Linked DNA regions of Xenopus laevis: region 1 is linked to region 2. The links are chromatin contacts, called in public Hi-C maps. All regions are on one chromosome and are shown on one strand. The core of a region is the stretch at or near the end of the contact, and the rest is flanking DNA. Distances in the headings are between cores, read along the strand shown. Region 1 holds the start of tomm40.S (mitochondrial import receptor subunit TOM40 homolog). Region 2 has its middle 15 kb from the start of bcam.S.

Region 1 (7,385 bases), core at 1,566-4,065, 110 kb before region 2:
AATAGTGCTGGTCCAGCAGAATTCAGCACTGAAATCAGTTTCTTAAGAGAGATTTTTTTTTATATCTAGTTTTCAAATCTGACATGGGGCTAGACATATTGTCAGTTTCCCAGCTGCCCCCAGTCATGTGACTTGTGCTCTGATAAACTTCAGTCACTCTTTACTGCAAGTTGGAGTGGCATTACCCACTCCCTTTCCCCCCAGCAGCCTAAAAACAGAACAATGGGAAGGTAACCAGATAGCAGCTCCCTAACACAAGATAACAGCTGCCTGGTAGATCTAAGAACAGCACTTAATAGTAAAATCCAGGTCCCACTGCGACACATTCAGTTACATTAATTAGGAGAAACAACAGCCTGACAGAAAGCAGTTCCATCCTAAAATGCTGGCTCTTTCTGTAAGCACGACCAGGAAAAACGACCTGAGATGGCGCCTACACACCAATATTACAATTAAAAAAAAAATACATTTGCTGGTTCAGAAATTAAATTTGATATTGTAGAGTGAATTATTTGCAGTGTAAACAGTGTCATTTAGAAATAAAAACTACATCATAAATATCATAACAGAATCCATTTAAATGTGCATTTATGCAAAGAGCATGTATTTGCTTCCTCAAAGCAATCAAAGCCAATCTGATTCCAAGGGTAAAGGCCCCCATACACAGGCCGATAAAAGCTGTCGACAGACCTAGTCGGCGTCTTATGTGTGGGGCCATCCGACGGGCTTCCCTGATCGATATCTGGCCGAAAGTTGACCATTTCTCGATCGGGTGGGTTAATAAATCCGGTCGGATTGTGGCCGCATCTATATGTGTATGCGGTCCCATGATCCAACCACCCGTATCGGATCCATTATAATCCGATCTTTGGGCCCTAGGGCCCACAATCGGATCAGCCCGACATCTCCCACCTCAATGTGGGCATATCGGAAAGAGATCCGCTTGTTTGGCGACATTGCTAAACGAGTGGATCTCTACGTCTATGGCCATCTCAAAGGAGAAGGAAAGCTACGGAGGCATTTTATTGCCAATAGATTAGCGGCAACAGTGCAAGCTAGAATGCTATTTATTCTGTAGAATGTTTTACCATAACTGAGTAAAAAGCACTAGAAACTCTGTTTGTTTAGTATAGGAGCTGCAGTATTAATGTGGTGTGACATCACTTCCTGCCTGAGTGTCTCCCTGCTCTGGGCTCAGATTACAGTAGAGAAGGGAGGGGTGGGGGGAAGAGGAGCAAACTGAGCATGCTTTTGCCCAGGGCAATGAGGTTTAAGCTGAAAACAGGAAGTCTGATACAGAAGCCCATGTGTACACAATAGAAGGAAAGAAATGCTGTGTTTCTTTTGACAGGGGACTCAGAGCAGCACTATTTTGGGTGTTTACTGGTATATTTAGATGGACCTTTCTGATAAGGCTTACTTAGTTTTAACCTTTCCTTCTCCTTTAAGACACTGCACCTGAGCATGGCCTAGAACACAAGAAGTGTCTTGGTTGTCAATGTTGTTTCAGCAGATCTCTTCCCACTGAAACAAGAGGAAAAATTATGGCCCACACTGAACCAACAATCGATAAACAAGCAGGGCAACTGGTTTTGAATGCCATTGGGGAGCAACCCATACAAAGAGATTTGGTCACTGGGAGGACCCTATCATCATAGCATGTGGGTGAGGTTTCTTAGCCAGAAGCAAATATGGCTGCTCCACACATATAAAAACAATATGTTAATAATGAATTGCTTATTTTTTTAAATAAATGTTGCTATAAAAGTGCACACACGCTCTCCTTAGAAAACTGGTTTCTGACCAAAAAAAAAAAGCAGCAAGCAAGCCTATAGTTTTGTATATTCAGCCTTGGCCTTGCTTAATGGCACCTGCTCACAAGCGCATAAAATGAACTTAACACCTTGTACAATTAAAGGATATATACAACTGAGTTTTGCATAATGAAAGAAAGTGCAATGTAAAGTCATATGCAAATTCTATATGTTATTAATGCTATTTGTACGTGTAATTGCCTGTTTATATGCTCTGCACCCCCGGTTCTGACTTCTGAAACAATGTAGCACAAGCCAGCTGACCAACAGAGCAGTAGAAGGAGTGAACACCCACAAAAGTCAGCCCAATAGAACACAAGGAGAGAATTTCTACTGCAATACTGCAACTTTGTATATTGGATAGTTGCTGAGAATAGAATTTTTGCATTATTCAAAAAAAATAATTTGGGTGAAGTTCCCCTTTAATTCGCCACACACCCTTGTTGTTTATCCAATCAGCAGCTGTAGAGGTGATTCACCAATAAACCATCATCAGGAATTAGGCCTTACAATGGCAGAAGGCTGGGACCATGTTTGTATTAATATGAAATATCTGCTTTCGCCCCATAAGAGCCCCCTGTGTGTGTGAAGTCAGGGCCCCAGTACAACAACCACCAGCCCCTGCCTTAGAACTGGCCCAAATCATATCAATAATGATCCCCTCCTGTCAATTCCCTTTCCTCCTTAACCCCCACATGCACTGCCTGTGCTCCTGCCATTCTGCACACTGTGTCTCACACTACATTAACCACAGCCCCCCACACATATAACAATCGCTCTGCTCCCATTTTGTGCATATCCCGCCCTCCCCGTTATGTCCTAGACACCCCCAAATCCCCCTCACCTTTCCTCTCCTCTCTCCTGCAGTCTCTGTGATTCTCACATTCACTTACACACACGATAGGATCAGACTAACCCGCTCACCCCTCACGTCCCGCCTACTGCCCTACGCTATTGGAGTCTTCTCCGTCCTCCGCCTTTAAGGTAAGATATGAATGGACAACGTGGCGTGCCAATCACCCGGCTTTTTGCAGTTCTAACAAGCTTGATCGCCGCCCTTTTCTGATTGGAGAGCCCTCTGCAATGTTGCATGGTTATTGGTTGGAGTCGGCGCTCAGGTCGCAGTGCAAGGTCGCGAGACCCGCCCCAGAGTTCCACGCGCTGTCTGACCTCGGCGGCCATCTTAGGTTGTCATGGAGAAATCTGTCATGAACGGGAACAGCCTCAGGCAGTGGGCAATGACGTAAACGAGCGTGCGGCGTGATGTCACGTTTTAAGCCTAGCTTATTATGAAGTTAATACGGGATATTATTTGCTATGGGGCGTGGTACATCAGTCAACCAAAGATGAAATACTTCAGCACAAGGGAATCATTTTGTCAGTGCCTACATTTACTGAGAGAGTGAAAAGAATTTTACACCAGCCTTTGTCAGAATCAGCATTTCTGGCAGTATTTAGCCAGTCAGGCAGAACCCCACCCCCCCCCCACCTTTTTCCTATATATTTATCTTTTTTCCTTATTAATAACATTGGGATCAACCATCAATTTTACCGGCCAGGTGGCAACCGTAGTTACATTTATTGTCTCAATTAAAATTTTATGGCAGTGGTTGTGAGGGGTTTTCTTTGTGTAGAAGGCAAATCTCCATATGTTTGGTAGGGTTACCACCTGGCTGGTATTTTACTGGCCTGGCGGTAAAAATAATGGTTGATCCCAATGTTATTGATAGGGAAAAAATATTAATATATAGGAAGGCCGGTATTTTTTTCCGGGAAAGGTGGCAACCCTAGCTGCCCCCTTTTCTGGAAAATACTGTTTATGGTTTTTCCATATTTATAACCCCGATGGCAGCAGGGCCGCCATCAGAAATCATGGTCTGTACAACAACATTTTCTGGTCCCAGCCCCCAAGCCCTACCCCTAGGGGCTACCTCCCAACTAGGGTTGCCACAAGACTGTCTGATGCATATTTAATCAATAGAGGTAACTTGCACAAAGTATACCTTCTTAAATATTAAATATGCATCAGATAGTCTTGTTGTGGTTTGTAACATCTTACGTTACCACCTTGAAAATTATTTTAGCAGCTGGAATGTGGTAACCCAAGGGGTGTAGCAGTGATGTAAAGGGACAGGGTGATGATATGATGGGGTGGAGCAATGACCTAATGGGTGGGTTGTAGACATGGAAGAATAGGATCAGGGAAGAGAAAGGTTAAGAAATAGTTTTCGGCTTAAATGGTCGCAAGGCCAGTCCTTTGGCAGGGCCCCCAAACAAAGTGTTGCAGCCTACTGACACAAAGTATACAGCAAAATAGGGGCATAGAGGACTGAGATAGAAAATAGGGGCACACAGTGGAAGAGCAAGAGGGAGGAAACGGGTACATGATGCACAGAAGAGTGAAAAGAACAGGAAAGAGGGAAGAAATAGGGGCACATAGGAACAGGAAAAAGGGAGGGACACATGGAAAGAGTGAGAGAGAGGAATGAATAGGGATACACGGAAAGAGTGAGAGAAAAAGGAAGAAATAGGGGAGGGACACAGGGAAAGAGTGAGAGAGAAAGGAAGAAATAGGGGCACACAGGTAAAGAGGGAGTGATAAAGGAAAGGAAGAAATAGGGGCACATGGAAAGAGAGAGAGAGAGAGAGAAAGGAAGAAATAGGGGCACACGGAAAGAATGAGAGAGAAAGGAAGAAATGGGCACACAGGAAAAAAGTGAGAGAGAAGGGAAAAAATAGGGGCACACGGAAAGAGGGAGAGAGAAAGGAAGAAATAGGGGCACACAGGAAAAAAGTGAGAGAGAAGGGAAAAAATAGGGGCACACGGAAAGAGGGAGAGAGAAAGGAAGAAATAGGGGCACATGGAAGGAATGAGAGAGAAAGGAAGAAATAGGAGAACACAGGGAAAGAGAAAAGAAGAAATAGGGGCACACAGGGAAAGAGTGAGAGAGAAAGGAAGAAATTGGGGCTTATGGAAATAGGGAGAGAGAAAGGAAGAGAGAGAGGTAAGATAGAGAGGCACACAGGGACAGGAGAAAAACAAAGGGAGAAAATAGGAGCAAGAGAGCGGGGGGGGGGGGAATAGAAGAGTGGACTGGGCCAATCGGGTTTGTACATTATTGATGTTAAACCTACACCTCTCCAGCTGTACAGCATCCAATATCTGCTTAATATTGTCAAGATGATCTGAGAGCTGTTTAACATCAACTAGAGGACATGCTTGATTAATTTAGGTTTTCCAGGGCCCAAGCATTGTGTTGGCCCCTTTTCCCCATTTCCGACCCTGATCAAAAACAAGGTGCTTAGCTAATCTACACCAAGGGTTAAATGTTTTAACTTTGCCATAGCATAGGCTACAATCATTTCTTTGTCCTAATAAACTACCCCATGATGCCAAATTATTCTGTACATCAAAGGCTCCCAAATCCAGTGTGTGTCATGTGATTGCTCCAGATTGGAGCAGGGAGTCTTTGATGTATATGCAAGGCTCCCATCTTAAGTCATGCAGCCATTGGGGACTTTCCTTAATAAATGTGGATCTAATTTAGTTTAATGAGCCTTCTGGAGATTAACAAACCCGAATTTATAATAGGATGTCCTTAAAAAAATTTCCTGGAATATAAATCAGAGAAGGCTGAAACAAGAAAAGGCAGTGGGGGGGGGAGGGGGGCTAATGTTGGATAAATATGATAAGGGAAAGTGGTGACTCAGGCTGACAAATACACTGCGGAGAGGTAGAGGAAAATACATTATGGGAGGAGAGAATAAAGGCCCCCACACACAGGCTGATAAAAGCTGCCGACAGACCGATGGGCTTCCCCGATCGATATCTGACCGATAGTAGTCTCATCTATTAGGGTTGATATTGTGATATTTATTTATATATCCAGTTTTATCTATTAAAATAATTGTGATTATGAAAATAAAATGGAAAAGATAATTGACTTTATTTGTTTATTTTTTCTGCAATCCAGGACCGCACCAACTAGCCGATGCGGCCCTAGATTGCAAAAAATAATCAAACTAGAACTATCATTATCTGGCCGATTTTTGGCCTGATATTGATCGGGAGCCCCCACACACAAATCGGTCTTAAAGGACCAAGATGGGCGTTGGCGCCCATTCACAGCATTGTTATCTGATCCCCAGGGCCAAACGTTCTGATTCACCCAATATCACCCGGCCGTTAGTGGGCATATCTGGTTAAGATCCTCTCATTTGGCGACCTCGCCAAACAAGCTGATCCAATAGTGTATGGCCACCATTAGCAGCTTGATTGTCCTTATAAAGAGCATGTAAAAACCTTTTGAACCACTAGATGGAGCAGTTGAATGTTTATTTATCTTGAGAAGATGCTCAAAGCGAACAGACCAGAGTACAGAGTCAAAGGGGCAAATTTACTAAAGGGCTAAGTGACTAACGCTGGCGAAAATTTTCGAGCTTGACTTCATTTCGGGACTTCGCCGATTTACTAACGGGCGCTGGCATAAATTCGCTAGCGAAGGAGATAGATTCTAGCGCTACTTCGCTCTCTAACGCCAGGCGAATTTTCGCTCTGGCGAATGGACGTAACTACGCAAATTCACTAAGATGCAGATTTTAATGAACGGTACCTCTTGCGCTAAATTTGCCTTCGCCACCTTGTAAATTTTTTTTTGGGTACTCGGCTTCCCCCCTACATTTCCTAACATATGGCACATAAACTATACACTGGGCTCATCTGTAGGGCAATATAACAACTCTATTTTATTTTATTAAGGTTTCCCCGGGCTTGTGTAGTGTAATGTATTTGCTGCAACATATACGTCCATTGAACTTTGACTTCCCACCATATGCAAATTTGCGCTAGCGAAACGTTGCCATCGTTCGGCACCCTGGACGCAACTTCGCATTTTAGTGAATTAGCGTTGTATGGCGAATTTTCACCTGTCGAAGTGTGGCGATGTGAGTGAAGCCATCGCTGGCGCAATTTCAGAGGTTAGTAAATCGGCCTCAAAGCTTGTGTATAGCTTAAAGGACCAGTAACATCAATTTTTTTTAAATTCATTAGCATACAACCAAAAAAACCCACAAAGACAAATTAAACTTTGCAATCGGTAAGTCTTTATTAAGAAATAATTTACCGAAACGCCACTTGTGTCCTCTGTGACCGCAAATCATTCCATGTCCATATATTTGGCCAAAAGACAGCTGCCCTAGGTAAAGACCCTCAGGTAGGTCGAGTCTAAGGTTCAAAATAGGCCCTGGTATGTCAGTTATACAGATGCCTCAACAGACTACGTTGCCAGTGTGTCTCCGTCAAAAAAACATTATAATAGATTCCCAGAAAATATATGGTTACAAGTATGGGACCCATTATCCAGAATGCTGGGGACCTGGGGTTTTCCGGATGACAGGTCTTTCCCTAATTTGGATCTTCACACCTTAAGTCTAGTAGAAAATCATGTAAACATTAAATAAACCCGATAGGCTGGTTTTACTTTCAATAAGGATTAATTATATCTTATATAGTACTGTTTTATTATTACAGGGAAAAAGGAAATCATTTTTAAAAATGTGGATTATTTGATC
Region 2 (6,849 bases), core at 2,421-4,920:
CCAACAATCGAAGGAATATCCTTCGATCAAAAAAACTTAGGAAAGCCTATGGGGACCTTCCCCATAGGCTAACATTGAGTTCGGTAGCTTTTAGATGGCGAACTAGGGGGTCGAAGTTTTTTCTTAAAGAGACAGTACTTCGACTATCGAATGGTCGAATAGTCAAACAATTTTTAGTTTGAATAGTTCGATTCGAAGTCGTAGTCGTAGTCGAAGGTTGTAGTAGCCCATTCGATGGTCGAAGTAGCCCAAAAAACACTTCGAAATTCGAAGTTTTTTTATTTCGAATCCTTCACTCAAAGATAGTGAATCGGCCCCTTAATGTGTAATTTCCTATCTTTTCCTTCTTGGCCACTCAGTTACCCCCGTCCTGTTTCAACCTAGATCCACCCCAATCCCACCTCCAATGCAATCAAGCAGTGGCGTAACTAGATGTTACTGGGCCCCACAGCAAATTTATATTAGGCCCCCAAAACACTCAGAGGTTGTCCTGTTTTACCGATATATATTGAAATTGCTCATTAAGTAGGGCCGCATGGGGCCCCCTATACCACCTGGGCCCCCCTGCAGCCGCAGGGTCTGCTTCCTCTGTAGTTACGCCCCTGTAATCAAGCTTCCCTGGAATTTTTAAGCCACCCCTGCAGAGGTTGCAACCAGGAACTGCGGCACATCGGAGAAATTACTAAAAATTGAGTGTGTGGCTTATTAGGGGGACCCTAACTCTACGGAATAGGGGTTTATAAATGGACGTTGTCAGGACCAACAGTAATTTAGGCCACACATTTGATGTACCACATCTATGCCAGTCATGTTCCCCTGGACCCCTATAACAGTTATTTGACCCAGGTTTTCAGCAGTAATAATTGAGCTAAATCTGTAGGTGTCTGTGATCCTGCTGAGATGAACAGAGTCACCATCATAGGATTAAAAGCAGGACTCATGGGCCCAGATGAATTGGGGGAACTGTCAGAACCCAATCTTGCCATTATGGGACTTCTCTTCAAATATTTATGTATAAGATTGCTGGGCTTTTCCTGGCTAACCTTTAAATGGAACCCTAACAAATTATCTGATGTAGGAAATAGCCTACTGTATCCCCTTTTATTTTAAAGTACATTTTCCCTTTAAATAAAGCCAATAGTCAGATATCAGATAAGCCTGTGCAACAGCTGTGGGTATTAGTGCAACAGTATACCTGATAGACATGCGACCTTGCGGGGAGAGGCAACTCATAATTGTTACAAGCCAAGGAAGATTACTCCTTAAACGCAAGCCAGACAGAATTTGCTTTGCATCAATAATCTGATGAGCTCATTTGCTGGCAGCGATTTTCTGCTGGTTTTAAGAAAATTCAAACCCCCGAGCAGGAAATAAAAGTTTAGTTTGTAATATACACACATTGCAATGTGATTATACTACATATCAGCATTGTATTATTGAGTTATTATTTTCTCCCAGTTACATATAAAGATTTATGTGATTTTTATATTAAATTCTGAAATTCCCATGTCTAATACTACTGGAATTAATTGTGGGCTTTGAGAGTGAGCAGCATGTCTAATGCTCAGTGCTCTGATCCCTGGTGTTTAAAGGGATATTTCTGCAAAGAGTCTTTGGTACAGTCTAAGCAGCTCCTATAGTAGCCGTGGGGATAGTAGCCACTGGGAAGTGACTGTAGTTGTGGAATAGCAGGTATAGTAGGGAAAGATGTGCGTATAGTAGCAGTGGGATCATAATCTCTGGAAAGGGACTGTGATTGTGGGATAGTAGGTAGCAGGTAAAGTAGGGAGAGATGGTGCCTATAGTAACAGTGGGATATTAGTCTCTGGGAAGGGACTGCGACTATGGGATAGCAGGTAGGTATAGTAGGGAGATATGGTGCCTATAGAAGCAGTGGGATAATAGTCTCTGGGAATGGACCGTGGTTGTTGGATAGCAGGTATAGAAGGGAGAGAAGGTGCCTTTAGTAACAGTGGGATAATAGTCTCTGGGAAGGGAGTGTGGCTGTGGGATAGCAGGTATAGTAGGGAGAGATGGTGCCTATAGTAACAGTGGATAATAGTCTCTGGGAAGGGAGTATGACTGTGGGGTAGCAGGTATAGTAGGAACAGATGGTGCCTATAGTAGCAGTGGAATAATAGTCTCTGGGAAGGGAGTATGACTGTGGGGTAGCAGGTATAGTAGGAACAGATGGTGCCTATAGTAGCAGTGGAATAATAGTCTCTGGGAAGGGACTGTGGTTATGGGATAGCAGGTATAGTAAGGAGAGATGGTGCCTATAGTAACAGTGGGATAATAGTCTCTGGGAAGGGAGTGTGACTGTAGGATAGCAGGTATAGTAGGGAGAGATGGTGTCTATAGTAACAGTGGGATAATAGTCTCTGGGAAGGGAGTGTGACTGTGGGATAAGTATGTATAATTATAGTTAAAGTAATATAGGAGTGCTACTGATCTGTACAAAGTTCCTCTCTGTAATATCATATATGCAAGGGAACACATTTTCAAAAGCATGGATTTTTAGTAGCATTATGATAAAAAAAATATGATTACGCCCCATATCAAGACTTTACCTGGTTGCGTTACCAAGGGAAAATTTTCTCGCAGGCTGACTTTCCATAGAAATGCCATTTTATATAGGAGAATATAAATGAATATTGCTGGTGAAACAAGGGTTGATATTAGCTTCCCAGTCTCTCAAGGTAGAGCTTATTGACCCATGTGTGGAGACAAACAGACCAATATTTGGACAGATTATTTTGGGCAGGTTTGGAAATTCATCTGGCTGAAGATGGCATCAAGCCAAATGATGTGAGTATTCTTGATTGCAATATGCAGTATGATATTATATAGCCCTTACTTAGGACAATTGAAATAACCCCGATAACAATAATAGATACATTTATCACAACATAATTGAATATGCAATAGTTACAGCTCATGGAGACTTTATGTGTAACCCACATAAAAGCCAGTTGCAGCGATAGACCTGGCAATTGTTTGTAGGTATAAGATACGTTATCCAGAAAGCTCACAATCATGGAAAGGTCATCTCCCACAGACTCCATTTAAATCTAATTTTTAGAAATGATTTCCTTTTTCTCTGTAATAATAAAACAGTATATTGTACTTGATCCAAACTAAGATATAATTAATCCTTATTGGAGGCAACTTTTAAAGATTTTTTTAGTAGACTAAAAGTAATAGCCTCTGTATGTACACCTATGATATTTATTGTAATCTATGCAATCTATGGCTATTTATGCACCCAGAACGTAAACCCTGATTATTCTCTCTCTCTTTCTCTCAAGAGGAAATCAGTGGTGGAAATTAAAGTCTAATTTGAAATCAAAGCAAACCAGATTATTGAGAATGCAGAGAGGTTATTGGTATAGTTCTGCAATGGATTTATTGAGTGAGTCAGAGACTCCTGAACTACAGATGAAGTCCTGCGATGTGCTTCCATAAACTGACTCATGAGCAAATTTATTCTCGTGGGTCATTTTGTTGAACTGGGAGGTCTTTATGGTGAATTGAAGGTAATACATGGGCAGAAAGAAAATTCAGACACACTAGGACACTGGTAACAGGCTGGCTGCAATACATAATGGTATCAAGTGGGGCAGTAAGGCTCCTATCCCTGTCTGCTATTATTGTGCTTCCAGCTACTGGATGAAATTGAGCATTACAAGTGCAAGGGAGACAACCAGATAAGAGTTAGTGTGGATTGTATTTATGTCTGTAATTATATTCCTAATTTTCTCATATTTTTGTGCCACACTCCATAGTAACGACTAGAGCCTGCACTCACTGTGCCACAATCCATAGTAAGGACTAGAGCCTGCACTCCTAACTGTGCCACAATCCATAGTTAGGACTAGAGCCTGCACTCGCTGTGCCACAATCCATAGTAAGGACTAGAGCCTGCACTCCTCACTGTGCCACAATCCATAGTAAGGACTAGAGCCTGCACTTGCTGTGCCACAATCCATAGTAAGGACTAGAGCCTGCACTACTCACTGTGCCACAATCCATAGTAAGGACTAGAGCCTGCACTCACTGTGCCACAATCCACAGTAAGGACTAGAGCCTGCACTCCTCACTGTGCCACAATCCATAGTAAGGACTAGAGCCTGCACTCCTAACTGTGCCACAATCCATAGTTAGGACTAGAGCCTGCACTCGCTGTGCCACAATCCATAGTAAGGACTAGAGCCTGCACTCCTCACTGTGCCACAATCCATAGTAAGGACTAGAGCCTGCCTCATTGTGCCACAATCCATAGTAAGGACTAGAGCCTGCCTCACTGTGCCACAATCCATAGTAAGGACTAGAGCCTGCACTTGCTGTGCCACAATCCATAGTAAGGACTAGAGCCTGCACTACTCACTGTGCCACAATCCATAGTAAGGACTAGAGCCTGCACTCACTGTGCCACAATCCATAGTAAGGACTAGAGCCTGCACTCCTCACTGTGCCACAATCCATAGTAAGGACTAGAGCCTGCACTCCTAACTGTGCCACAATCCATAGTTAGGACTAGAGCCTGCACTCGCTGTGCCACAATCCATAGTAAGGACTAGAGCCTGCACTCCTCACTGTGCCACAATCCATAGTAAGGACTAGAGCAGTGATCCCCAACCAGTAGCTCGTGAGCAACATGTTGCTCCCCAACCCCTTGGATGTTGCTCTCAGTGGCCTCAAAGCAGGTGCTTATTTTTTAATTCCTGGCTTGGAAGCAAGTTTTGGTTGCATGAAAACCAGATGTACTGCCAACCAGAAGCTCCCGTAGGCTGCCAGTCAACATAGGGGCTACCAATAGCCAATCACAGCCCTTATTTGGCACCACCCAGGAACATTTTTCATGCTTGTGTTGCTCCCCAACACTTTTTACATCTGAATGTTGCTCACGGGTGAAAAAGGTTGGGGACCCCTGGACTAGAGCCTGCCTCATTGTGCTACAATCCATAGTAAGGACTAGAGCCTGCCTCAATGTGCCACAATCCATAGTAAGGACTAGAGCCTGCCTCACTGTGCCACAATCCATAGTAAGGACTAGAGCCTGCCTCACTGTGCCACAATCCATAGTAAGGACTAGAGCCTGCACTCGCTGTGCCACAATCCATAGTAAGGACTAGAGCCTGCACTCACTGTGCCACAATCCATAGTAAGGACTAGAGCCTGCCTCACTGTGCCACAATCCATAGTAAGGACTAGAGCCTGCACTTGCTGTGCCACAATCCATAGTAAGGACTAGAGCCTGCACTCGCTGTGCCACAATCCATAGTAAGGACTAGAGCCTGCATTCGCTGTGCCACAATCCATAGTAAGGACTAGAGCCTGCATTCGCTGTGCCACAATCCATAGTAAGGACTAGAGCCTGCCTCACTGTGCCACAATCCATAGTAAGGACTAGAGCCTGCACTCACTGTGCCACAATCCATGCACATGCAGCATACACTCCCTGTGCACTAGATTCTATTATAAATATAGTATTTATTCCAGTTTAAATAGTCTATTTTGCAGTGCTGTACTTTAAATTCACAACAGTATGACAGACAGAATCCAAACAAGTACAAACATTGGAATAGGCCTGTACTCAGATATAACCACCATGATTGTTATGCGCTATTTAGTTAAGTGAGTAATTTTTCTGTCATCAGCATTTCATTTAGGCTTTGTTTTAATGCATGCTAAATGTATGCCTGCATTAAACTAATCAGTATAGTCATCTGGTTTTTGTCACTTTTTGTGCCAGTGAATGTGAATTTTTCCATTACCAAGCTGGTTCCCAGACACCCTTTGCCCCTGTTTTCCTCTGGCACCTTACTCCTCCGATTCACCCGTCTGTGCCTCTTCCCAGGATTTTTTCCACCTTCATTGCTATTTCTATTGCATATATATTTCCTTTCTCTATCTCTGCCATGCCCTTCATTTTCCCTGTCTGCACTCTCTTCTACTTGTTCATCCTTATTTCATCCCTATTTATTCAGAAACATATGCAGATGGTGCCTCACAAGTATGCCGCCCTATGTATCTGACCCTCCATACCAGCATGCCACCCTAGTTCTATATATCACATCCTCAATACAAGCATGTCACCCAAGTTCCATATATGTCACCTTTAATAACAACATGTCACCCTAGTTCTGTGTATCTCACCCTACATACCAGCATGCCACCCTACTTCTGTATAGTTCATCCTCCATACAGGTATGCCACCCTAGTTCTATGTATCTCACCCTACACACCAGCATGCCACCCTAATTCTGTATAGTTCATCCTCCATACAGGTATGCCACCCTAGTTCTATGTATCTCACCCTACACACCAGCATGCCACCCTAATTCTGTATAGTTCATCCTCCATACAGTTTGCCACCCTAGTTCTATGTATCTCTCTTGTAATATCGCACTCCACCCTAGTTCTATGTATCTTTCCCTGCATACAGGAATGCCACCCTAGTTATATGTATCTCACTCTCCATACAGGCACACCACCGTAGTTCTATACATTTCACCCCCGTATTCATCTAACTCGAAAATGTGGGGTTGGTGGGAGCTAAATAGATTTGACTCTGTGTCCCAGTAACTCCTAGTTACACCACTGCAGATATGAATGGAAAAAAGAAGGATACACATGTGCAAAGGAAAAGCATAGGGAGGACTGAAGAAGAATACTGAAGTTTGGCAGATGGACATCCCTGATTGGGAGATATATCTATATAATACACAAAAGCTATGAATATCTTGTAAATTATATCCTTATTAACGGTGAGTTCTTATGTCATCAGTTATAAATGGTGAGTTGTGATGTCATTTCTGTCACATGACTCACTGAAATTTGTGTATT

The links. Hi-C and Micro-C count contacts between places; a contact is called where the count stands out from the background.
Region 1: a Hi-C map of the XTC cell line shows a contact between it and region 2, with 6 times the contacts expected there. The contact joins the promoter of tomm40.S here to the enhancer-like site in region 2. A contact is called at or near these places in 2 of 4 Hi-C or Micro-C datasets (the XL177 cell line and the XTC cell line).

What each region holds. Positions count from the first base shown.
Region 1 is chr7S:95,575,952-95,583,336 of Xenopus_laevis_v10.1, reverse strand. tomm40.S (mitochondrial import receptor subunit TOM40 homolog) reads right to left here and starts at 2,815. Exons shown (of 11, transcript XM_018226788.2): 1 at 2,659-2,815.
Region 2 is chr7S:95,466,167-95,473,015 of Xenopus_laevis_v10.1, reverse strand. No RefSeq gene overlaps it. Among protein-coding and RNA genes, the nearest start is that of bcam.S, 15 kb to the right of the region's middle. Within about 2 kb of position 3,670, at least 1 of the 7 cell types and tissues checked has an H3K27ac peak or open chromatin away from gene starts, as enhancers often do.